2 separate regions of the Mustela erminea genome follow, and region 1 is linked to region 2. A link is a contact called in public Hi-C data. All regions are on one chromosome and are shown on one strand. Each heading gives the region's core, a stretch centred on a gene start, on an enhancer-like site or on the middle of the called end of the contact. The rest is flanking DNA. Distances are from core to core; before and after follow the strand shown. Region 1 holds the start of ANKRD17 (ankyrin repeat domain-containing protein 17). Region 2 holds the start of LOC116585183 (cytochrome c oxidase assembly protein COX18, mitochondrial).

Region 1 (4,977 bases), core at 136-2,635, 170 kb before region 2:
CATTTGGAAAGTTGAACTTTATGCCTAACACCATCAATCTTCTTTTGATGTTTGAAGTAAAGTCATATAATGAAATGTGGCTAGGACTTAAGACTGTAAAAAGTATTTTGGTGGGAAGAGAAAAGAAGGTGCTGATGGATATACAGCTGTGCTCCTAGAGCCTAAACCCGTAGTGGTATGATACACAATGTAATGTTCTGCACAGCAACTCAGCAACCACTGTAGGAGAGGAACAGGCAGATAGTTAGCCCAGTGTGTGTATCTACCACAGCACTTATTTTACTATACAGCCCCTGGAAGCGGAGACTTTGATTTCAAAACCTATGCACACAGTAGGAACATGATGAATTTTTGTTTGAATGAATTGATTCAGTCATTGCCAATTCTGCCATAGTACTCTGTAGAGTACTGGCAACTGCCCACATTTCATATGGTATGCCAATGCTAAAAAGAAAAAAAAATGCTAAAAAAAAAAAAATTCAGGCACACTCAATTAAACTTAGCAGTCTTAAAATGGCAACTATGTCAGCTGAGACATACTTTTTATCCTGTGCCAGTACATCTGCCTTTGATGTTTTCTTCATTTTCCTTATGCCACTGTACTCTTATTGGACCAGAAAGGGATAATTCTGAATTCAGTAAGATACGCTATTATTTCAGAAAGTCCTGGAAGTCCTTCATACATCTACAAATCAAAACCCCCTTCACCACATTCCTTCCAAGAGAGGCACAGACAAGGATGATTATTTATAATGCTCCCTCCACAGATAAAAGCTGAGTCGGGGAGGACTGGAAGACCTAAATCAGGGTCATTCCGCGAACCGTCTGCAAAAGCCTGGCACCGATCCTGCTTCCTTCTCCTGTCTTCTCCCCTTTGGAAACTTCAAAGTCGTGGTAATCTCAGACTTCACCTCTTCGAACTCCGTAGCACACAACGGTAAAGTCAGGGCCGGGAAGTCCGTAACTCAACACTGAAAACTTAGGCAAGGAGGGCTCTCCGACGCGCACGGCGCCATCTCTCACAGACCCACAGCCCTCAGCAGCATTCGGAGGTGGGAAACATGGCCAGGAGCGAAACGACGTCCGACAGTCCAGAAAGAGGCCCCACCTCCCGGATCTGGCGCTGCGGGCCTCCCGCTAACAAAAGCGTCGGGACGGCGCTTCCGCGCCGGCGTCCCACCCTACCCGGGGCGTTCCTCTGCAGCCTGCCCGGGGGCCGCCCGCCTCGCAGCGCGGCCCGCCCGCCGGGACCCGGAACCCGGCCCTCGAAATCGCACTTTCGTCTTTCGGCCACCCGCGCGCCACCGTTCGGGCGACGGCTGATGGCGTCACCCGCACTTCCGCCTGCGGCTGCGTTCTAGTCACCAGCGAGGAAGGAAGAAGGGAGGTCTGAAGGGCTGTGTGTGGGGGAAATAGCGAGGAAAGAGAAGAAATCCGGGCGCTCGCTGGCGCTAGGACAGTAACCGCGGGTCTCTTCTGTCCCCGCCGCCCCCCTCTCGGAAGTCGCCCTAGGCACACTTCCCTCGCCTTTCCGCAGTCTCCCTTCCTCTGGGTCTCCCGACACCCGGGTCTCTCTTTACGCCTCCCCCCCCCCTTTGCTCCCTCACACTCCCTCCCTTTCCCTCCCTCCCATCGTCAGCCTCCCCGCCCTTAGTATCGCGAGACGAGGTGAGAGCTGGCGGAGCGGCGGCGGCGGCGGCGGCAGTAGAGGTGACCGAGGCGGTGGCGGCGGAGGCGGCACCGAGCGCTGTGTCGGCCCCGGTGCGGCCGAAGTCGCGGTAGAGCGTAGCCCCCACGCCCCTCCCCCGTCCGCGCCCTCCCTCTTTCCCTGGGGATGGAGAAGGCGACGGTTCCGGTGGCGGCGGCGGCGGCGGCGGCGGCGGCTGCTGAGGGAGAAGGGAGCCCCCCGGCGGTGGCGGCCGTGGCGGGCCCCCCCGTGGCGGCGGCGGCGGCGGCGGCGGCGGAGGTCGGCAGCGGCGTTGGCGGCGGCAGCGGGGCTCGCTCGGCCTCTTCTCCTCGTGGGATGGTGCGCGTCTGCGACCTCCTCCTGAAGAAGAAGCCGCCGCAGCAGCAGCACCACAAGGCCAAGCGTAACCGGACTTGCCGACCCCCCAGCAGCAGCGAAAGCAGCAGCGACAGCGACAACAGCGGCGGCGGTGGAGGCGGCGGCGGTGGCGGAGGCGGCGGCGGCGGCACCAGCAGCAACAACAGCGAGGAAGAAGAGGACGACGACGACGAGGAAGAGGAGGTTTCTGAGGCAAGGGCCTGGTTTCCAAGGCTGGAGGGAGGAAGGGACCGTAAAGGGTCGGGGCCGAGGGCGGGAGGGGGCTTGCGGTGGGACAGACTCCTGGGGCTTGATCTGTCTTAGCGGCCAGGCGTCCCTCTGCCCTCTTTCTTTCCCCGGCCCAAATCGTGAGGTGGGGGGGGGGGGAGTGGGGGAGGGTAGCTGACACGTGGGGGGTGGGAGGACCACACAGCCCCCCCGAGTGGGTGAGCAGCAGGTTATCTTGGGACGGTTCACACGGTTAAGGATGGACGGAATTGGTTAGATGCCCTCTGCACGCCCGGCGGAGTCGGCCTGGGGTCAGTAGGGCCATGTTATTCCTGGGGCGGGGGCGGGACCGAAGCGGGAGGGCGAAGATAATAGGCAGCGGAGTCTCCTGGGGACTGGCCCGGAGGTTGGTACATTTCTCCCACTCGCGAGGTGCACCGGGGCGCTTCTGCGGGGAGGTAAGGTTGTAATGGACTCAGGGCTAAGTATGTGTGTATGGGAGAGACACGTGAGAAGCTGTACTTTTCCATACTGTTCTGCTGCAGGGCTTTTGGGTTTTGTTTTTTGTTTTTTTTTCTTCCCATAAGCATCGTGGCTGCTGAAGTAGCCTTTAGCTCTTTGCTCTCTCAGGGATGGTGGATGAACTGAACTTAGATCCATATACGTTTTTATATAACTCAGTGGCTGAAAAATAGCTTTGACTGTGACATGTGCATGCATACGTATCTTCAGATGCTTCCTTAGTGAGGAAAAATTAAGGCAGGCTTTGTCGTTTTCCAGATAATATGGGACAACTAAAGAGTGCTTTGAAGCCAGCCTTGGTTGTGGTGAGTTGGAATAGGAAGGCCTCTTGGTTTGTCCTAGTGATCTGGTTTCATAACTGTTTATAATTTTTCCTGGGTCCACAGACAGGCGGCGTTGCAGGACCTTATTCAAAGGCCACATATAACCCAAAAGCTCAGTAAAGCATACCATACTGACAAAAAAACTAAGTTAGTCTTATTATCAGCTCTTTTGTAACTCTCTTGTCCACTCCCTGAAATGGAAGCTAGAAAATCTTGATTTGGAGAAAGAAGTTGTAACTTAAGGCAGCAGAAGGAAAACAGCTTTAAAGGCTGATTTTAAATCTTGTAAGAGAACGACTGAATTATCTAGAAGTACCACTTGCCATTTATTCTCTTCCACGGAGTTTATCTTGGTGCAGGGCTTATTTTTTTTGAAAACTGTGTTACTGGAAGACCAGATTCTCTTTTACCTCAGATTGGATGAAGTTATATAGGTAGAGATACAATAGTTCAAGTACGTATGCCAAAAAGATAGACACTCCTTGCTATTCCGTTATCCAATTGAATTCTAAGAACAGGTTTGTGTTGATAGATTCTGTACTGATTTTAGTTGGACCTTTCAGTGTAGGGTGTTGCTTGAGCTACGTTTGAAACAATGAAGAGGAGGATGTGATGGGATTCTTAGTTCTAATAAAATCTATTATGGTAGTGAGAATCTTTGATTTGTATGATTCTTTGCAGAGATGAGAAGCGTTTTTGAAGTAATCTAGTTCAGACCTTTTATTTTAAAAATGAGGAAAAAAAGGCTTAGACGAAACTGATTGTGGTAGATAGTAGCAAAAGTAGAAATCAAAGTTTTCTAGTGGCTCAGACCAGTACACTTTTTATGACAGCTTATTTCCCCTCCTGACATCTTTCAAAAAATTAGGTAGTGAATTGCAGGGTAACACAATCATGCAGCTGTGGGCAAAGTGCTGATATTTTGTTAAGATTTTTAATTCTCCCACAAAATATCAGGCTCTAGTTTGGAACTTGGTATCAACTTGAGTGCAGTACTTCCTGGAATATTACGCTGTAAACTTCACAAACCTAGGTAGTTTTGTTCACTGGATTTGGCCTAATAAATAAAACTTTTAATAAGTTTATAGGTGTGTTAATTTTGTGAATCAGGTTTATTTTCCTCAGAAAATGGGAATGATATGTGTTGACTTTCACCAACTAGGGATGTTTCTTTGTTTTTAATATGCTTTATTTTGTTTTGTGCACAGTGCTGTGAACAGTGGGTTTGTCCTTTGTTATGAAGATGAGTCAGGAGAAATAAGTGTAAGAAGGTGCAGCCATTAAAAATAAATCTATATAGGTGCATGTTGAGGGATGAGCAGGCAGAAAGGAGTACAGTATGTTTCTGCACCTGCCTCCATCCTTGACCAAAATAAAGAATAAACATACCTCACAGTCACTGTATACTGTAAGCTAAATGGATAAGTTGTGCAGTGTTTTTCATTTCATTATCATTTTATTGACATGTCAGCAGAAGGTTAACTTTCGGGAACTAGGAAATCCTGTGGCTAATACTCATTGTATTTAAGACCATTTTCTAATTCAGTCTCTTACTGGCTACACAATGAAGAATATGGAAAACATGATCCTTGAGATTATCCTGCTAATAAAAATCATCAAAAGATTAAGGAATATGAAGTGTTACAGTTTTTGTATGTAGTTGTGGTTTCAGGTATTTAACCAGATAATTTAGCAAAAATACATACCTTTGCTACAAAGAAATGTTAGCTGGATATTCTCTATATCTGCTGAAAGAGGAAAAGTTGGAAGGAAAGGAGATTTAATTTAAACAAGAGCCTTACCTGAATGTTGAAGAACAAGCATCTGATTCTTATTAAATGTTGGAGTAGCGTATTGAGA
Region 2 (5,249 bases), core at 1,957-4,456:
TTCATGAAAATTATTTTGCACACTATGTTATTCACTTTTTTTAAAAAAAAACAATACAAAGTGATAGGGAAACTCAAAATCCCAAAACCTCTTCAGAGCTTCTGTTTTATTTCCTCTATTTTTTATTTTGAGATTTTCAGAATCACTCATTCCTGCATATCTGGCATTACAGAACTTTTGCAATAGTATAATGCAAACTTTTGGAAAGCAGAGTATACTCTGCTTTCTACTATTTTGACGTATGAAAGATTTGCTAGGAATTCTCTACTTTCAGATAGCCAGGTAACCTCTATACATTCCACTGATAAATGCTCACTTCAAGTCACAACACTCAGTTAACTAGTTCCGATTCCAGATGATGAATTTAGAATGAGCTTCATTAATGCTTTAATATGACTTACTATGTTACATACCTTGATTGCAAAAATTCTATCATTTGTATTTTGGGTAAGTGAGTGAAAATTATGCAACTATGACTTGACATAAATAAGAATTTCTTTGTGCTATGATAGTTGGAGTCATGACTAAGGTGTATTAAAGAGGTTTCATATTAGACTTTTTCTTTTTTAAGATTTTATTTATTTGGCAGACAGAGACCACAAGTAGGCAGAGAGGCAGGCAGAGAGAGAGAGAGAGAGGAGGAAGCAGGCTCCCTGCTGAGCAGAGAGCCTGCTGTGAGGGCTCTATCCCAGGACCCTGGGATCATGACCTGAGCCGAAGGCAGAGGCTTTAACCCACTGCCACCCAAGCGCCCCTAGACTTCTATCTTTAAATGCATTCACAGTTTCGAAAGTGCATGCTAAGTAAGAACTATGTTAAGAAAGATGAGAGAATATTTTTCAATAGAAATGAAAAGCTAATTTTACATTAACTTTGGTTTTAAAAAGCAATGCATTAAATGAGTAGGAAAGAAAAAGAAATTCAACCTAAATCGAATTCTGAGAGGTCCTTTTAACAATTACTCATGAAAATTATCTTTTAAAAGTTCTTTTGTCAAGCATTTCAGAGGGCATATTTGGGAAATGAGAAATTTAAGTGTACATTTATATAGTTTATATGTGTAAATAGCCTGTACTCCAATTTTTAATTTTTGAACCCACTCTGTTCAGCACTGATGGGTAAGAATTTCAGAAACTGCAGGAAAAAATGAAACAGTATCTATTTTTGAGATGCTTAAAGTTAAAAAAAATTAGTTGTGTGACATAGTAAAGACAAGAATGGCTAATTATAATTGCTGAACTTTAAAAAAATGTCCAAGTATACAGCACAAGTTCATTTGCAGTGTTAGATTTGACAAGATACCAGTTAGTTTGTTCAATGTATGGTCTTATCGTCCTGTACTCTGCAACTCAAGAATTTTGGATTAATCCGTACATACACGTTAGCACTAACACTCCCTTTGTATTGAGCTATATAACTGACAAAGACTTACCCCAGCATTCTTTACCAAATAGATAAGTTCTGATCATCTCTATTATGTTAATAAGTACGAAATTATAGAAGTTAAATATAAATTTTATTGAGGTCACAATATTGAAACTAAAGCAATGAAACACTTTAGAATGAGAATATAATGTGACTCTGGAAAAGGCAAACCTTAATCAACTCTGTTTCTCCTGAATATTAAAGGGTTAGAATCTCTAGGCTTAACTGTGACTGTGGAAGGGCCAATTTCCAATGATACCAGTTCTCTGGGCAGAGAGAACTGCAGCAGCATAGAATTTGCTCCTTTACTTCCAATCTTTAGGCGAAGATATTTCCATTTAAACTGTTCCCACAGGGGTTCCTGGGTGGCTCAGTGGGTTAAGCCTCTACCTTTGGCTCAGGTCATGATCCCAGAGTCCTGGGATCAAGCCCTGCATTGGGCTCTCTGCTCAGCAGGGAGCCTGCTTCCTCCTCTCTCTCTGACTGCTTCTCTGCCTACTTGTGATCTCTCCCTCTCTGTCAAATAAATAAATAAAATCTTAAAAAAAAAAAAAAACTGTTCCCAAATTGAACTAGTAGTCACTAGCTACCAGTTGCTTTTTTTTTTTTTTTTAATTTTTTGCTTATTTTTAAAAATATTTTTAAAAGACTCATTTACTAGAGAGAGCGAGTATATGAGTGGGAGGGAGGAGCAGAGAGAAGGAAAGAATCCTCAAGCCGACTCCCCACTGAGCACGGAGCCCAAGTGGGGTCTCGGTTTAGGACCTCCACCAGATCCGCTGTGAGCCACACAGACGCCGGGGTTGCTTTTTTAAAACTTAAATGGATAGGGAGATACATTGGTACCTTTTTCTTTTAAAAAGGCTCTGTATAGCATAAATTGGAATTTGTATGTAAACGTATTTCAAAATTACGCATAATTATTGCATAATTAAATAAGAACCATAGCTGCAACTTAACATTACCCAACATTTGTCAGAGGCTTGTTTTAACCAACGTTTTATTCCGCACAACGCAATTTGGGTTCTAGGTTTAGGGGTGACCCTTCTGTGATTAAACTCTCACTCCATTCCAGTTTGTATACTGCTGCCCGGAACACAAAAGTCAAAATTAGTCCGTATAGATGAGGCATATTCTTTTTAAGTCGAAGACGGTTAATGCTACTTTCAGGCTCTCGAACCTTTATGTAAGATGCATGTAAGCTCTAGTGAAGGCCTCGTCTCCCTGCCAGTGATAACGCCTCAAGGAAGGCGAGTATCCTTGAGTTTTGCTACTTATAATGGGAGATAAAAACTGACACTCGGTTTGCAGCTGGGTTAGCTGAACAGATGAGCCAGTTAAATCTCTCTTCCACATACTGAACTTTGACCAGTGCCTAATGGATGCGCATTAAACTCGGGTCGGCCAGAAGCGCCGGCCTCTCTGCAGCCTGCGACGCGCCGTGTAATCCACCTGGGCTCTCGCAGAAGCAATGAGGGTGCACGTAAAGAGGTCGGGGCGGGGGGGGGGGGGGTGCTACCCTCTAGGTCACGAAAACCACCGACCAAATTGAACCCACTACAAAGCAAATGACTAGTTTTAAGTGAAAAGGAATGCAAACGCACCCGCGGAAGGCCAATTTAAGAGGCAAGCGCTTCCAGCGACCGCCCCGCCGGGCCCGAGGCAGCAAGCCCCGCCCCTAGCTCTGCACTCCGTCGGGCCTCGGGGGAGCCCCAAGCCGGCAGCGGGAAAGTTCTGGGCCTGCGCAGTCAGGCCCGCCCCGTGCCGCGTGGAAAAGGCGGGACCTGCCTGCCGATGCGTCATCTCGAGGGCGACGCCAGACGTCACTGCCTGGACCGGGAAGGTCAACCGAGCCTGAGGGAGGGCGCGCGCCGAGTTTTCGCCCGGCGTTGCCGGCGCGTGCGCGTGGCTTCCCAGGCGGCCCGGACTCCGACGCTGGTCCCGGAGGCCGGTGTTTCGGCTCAGCCCGGGCGCGGTCATGCTGTTCCGGCCGGGCGGTAGGTGGCTGCGGCCGCTGGCCGTACTGCCGCTGGGGGCCCGGGACCCGCCGCTGGTGCGGGCCTCCGCGGGCGGCATTCGGCGCTCTGCTCCGCCGGTGTGGGCGGCGGCGGCGTCCGTCTCTGCGGTCGCCTCTGGCGGCCCCGGCAGCTGGTACGAGGCGCTAGCCGCGTCGGCGCCGGTGCAGGGCACGGAGGAGGTGCTGCTCGGCGTGCACTCCGCCACGGGTCTGCCCTGGTGGGCCTGCATCGGTCTCACCACGGCGGCCCTCCGCGGCGCCGTCACGCTACCCCTGGCCGCCTACCAACACTACATCCTGGCCAAGGTGAGGGCGCCTGCTCCCTGCGCGTCCGCCTGCGCGGCGAGGGGTGCTGTGTGTCTGCCGGGGCTTAGAATCCGCTTCTGGAGTTGCTTAGTGTACCTGAGCGCGACCACTTTTTTAGCTAAGACGTTTCACTAGCATTGGGTGTGTGAGTTAAGAGATGTTTGGTGACACATGTGCCTGTCATTTCGTTTACCCTGCTGGGTCCGTGCTCAGAGCCCTGTTACTAAGCTTGCTGTTGGAGAAGGAGACGAATAAAGGCAGCGGTAGCAGAATTGTATGGAGAAACCTGTACAATTGCCGTCTTAAAGATCGTAACAGCCTGTATGTCTGCAGCATCCTTGTCCCCGAGGATTCCGATTCATCTTTCTTATTAGAAAAAACTGCTGAGCCAGCCATTTGCAAACGTGATATCCTTATTCGGGCTGCGACTCTGGTTAGTGCAGCCCCTTGGGCTTCAGGGCTTCTCTCCTGTGGAATCGGGATAGTAGTAGCTTCGTGGTCTACTTCACCATGTTATGAAATCAAGTCAGATAATGTGGCTTAAAGTGCTCTGAAAGCAAAGTATTATTCAAATGTAAGACTTCAAGAATCATGGTTTTCATGTTTTCAAATTATTGGGGATGGAGGTGGAACCCATAAGCAAAGGGAATCATCAGCACCATTAAGGCAGTGGGGTATTTTACAGAAACAGTTAACACAGAGCATAAATTAATGCAAACTTTTTGTGACTGTGGCTGTCACAGAGCATATTCAAGACTTAATTGACGACTTTTTTTTTTTTCAGTATCATTACTCAGAAGTCCAATATGAAACATTAAAGTATAGGGTTCAGTTCTTATCTAATCCTTATAATGACTCTGAGGTAGGTGCTGTTAAACATTTTATATATGAGGAAACAGTTTTAGAGCTTAAGCCACTTGCCCAGGATCACATAGCTAAGAGTATAAGCTGGACTTTGAATTTGGTTGTAACTGAGGATATCTTAAGCAAATTTGACACCTTATCCTTAGGCTTAGTTTTCTTGAAATAATCAGTAAACCACATTTTTCAGTGAGAAGAATAGAGTAAAATTCTGAGTAGTTATGAATAAAGATCCTTTATGTGCTCATAACGAATTCTACTTTTTCTTTAGCTAGGTGGAAAATTTACAGCCAGAAATAAAAAGCATTGCAAGGCATCTTAACCAAGAAGTTGCGGTTCGTGCAAATCAGTTGAGATGGTCCAAAAGAGTTGCCAGGTAAGCTAATTCTATGAATATAGACCATATGTGTGTGTGTGTGTGTGTGTGTGTGTGTGTCTGTCTATGTCTATACGTGTATATATATACATGCTGCGTAAGTGATTAAATTAATTCTAGGTTTGGGTGTTCTGTAGCTTTAGCAGCAAAGTAGTCCTTTCACTCCTTAATATTTTAAGAAGTTTGTGTGGTATGAGTTTTGTATAGTGAAAACAAGAAATGGAGAAACAGAGCAAGTTCCTTCATGAGGAACTCCAGCCTCCT

The links. Hi-C and Micro-C count contacts between places; a contact is called where the count stands out from the background.
Region 1: a Hi-C map of spleen shows a contact between it and region 2, with 4 times the contacts expected there. The contact joins the promoter of ANKRD17 here to the promoter of LOC116585183 in region 2. A contact is called at or near these places in 3 of 3 Hi-C or Micro-C datasets (fibroblasts, skeletal muscle and spleen).

Annotation. Positions count from the first base shown.
Region 1 is chr2:156,583,889-156,588,865 of mMusErm1.Pri, reverse strand. It overlaps ANKRD17 (ankyrin repeat domain-containing protein 17), which reads left to right and starts at 1,385. Exons shown (of 33, transcript XM_032334558.1): 1 at 1,385-2,257. The coding sequence starts at 1,835.
Region 2 is chr2:156,416,335-156,421,583 of mMusErm1.Pri, reverse strand. It overlaps LOC116585183 (cytochrome c oxidase assembly protein COX18, mitochondrial), which reads left to right and starts at 3,206. Exons shown (of 10, transcript XR_004283494.1): 1 at 3,206-3,748; 2 at 4,885-4,985.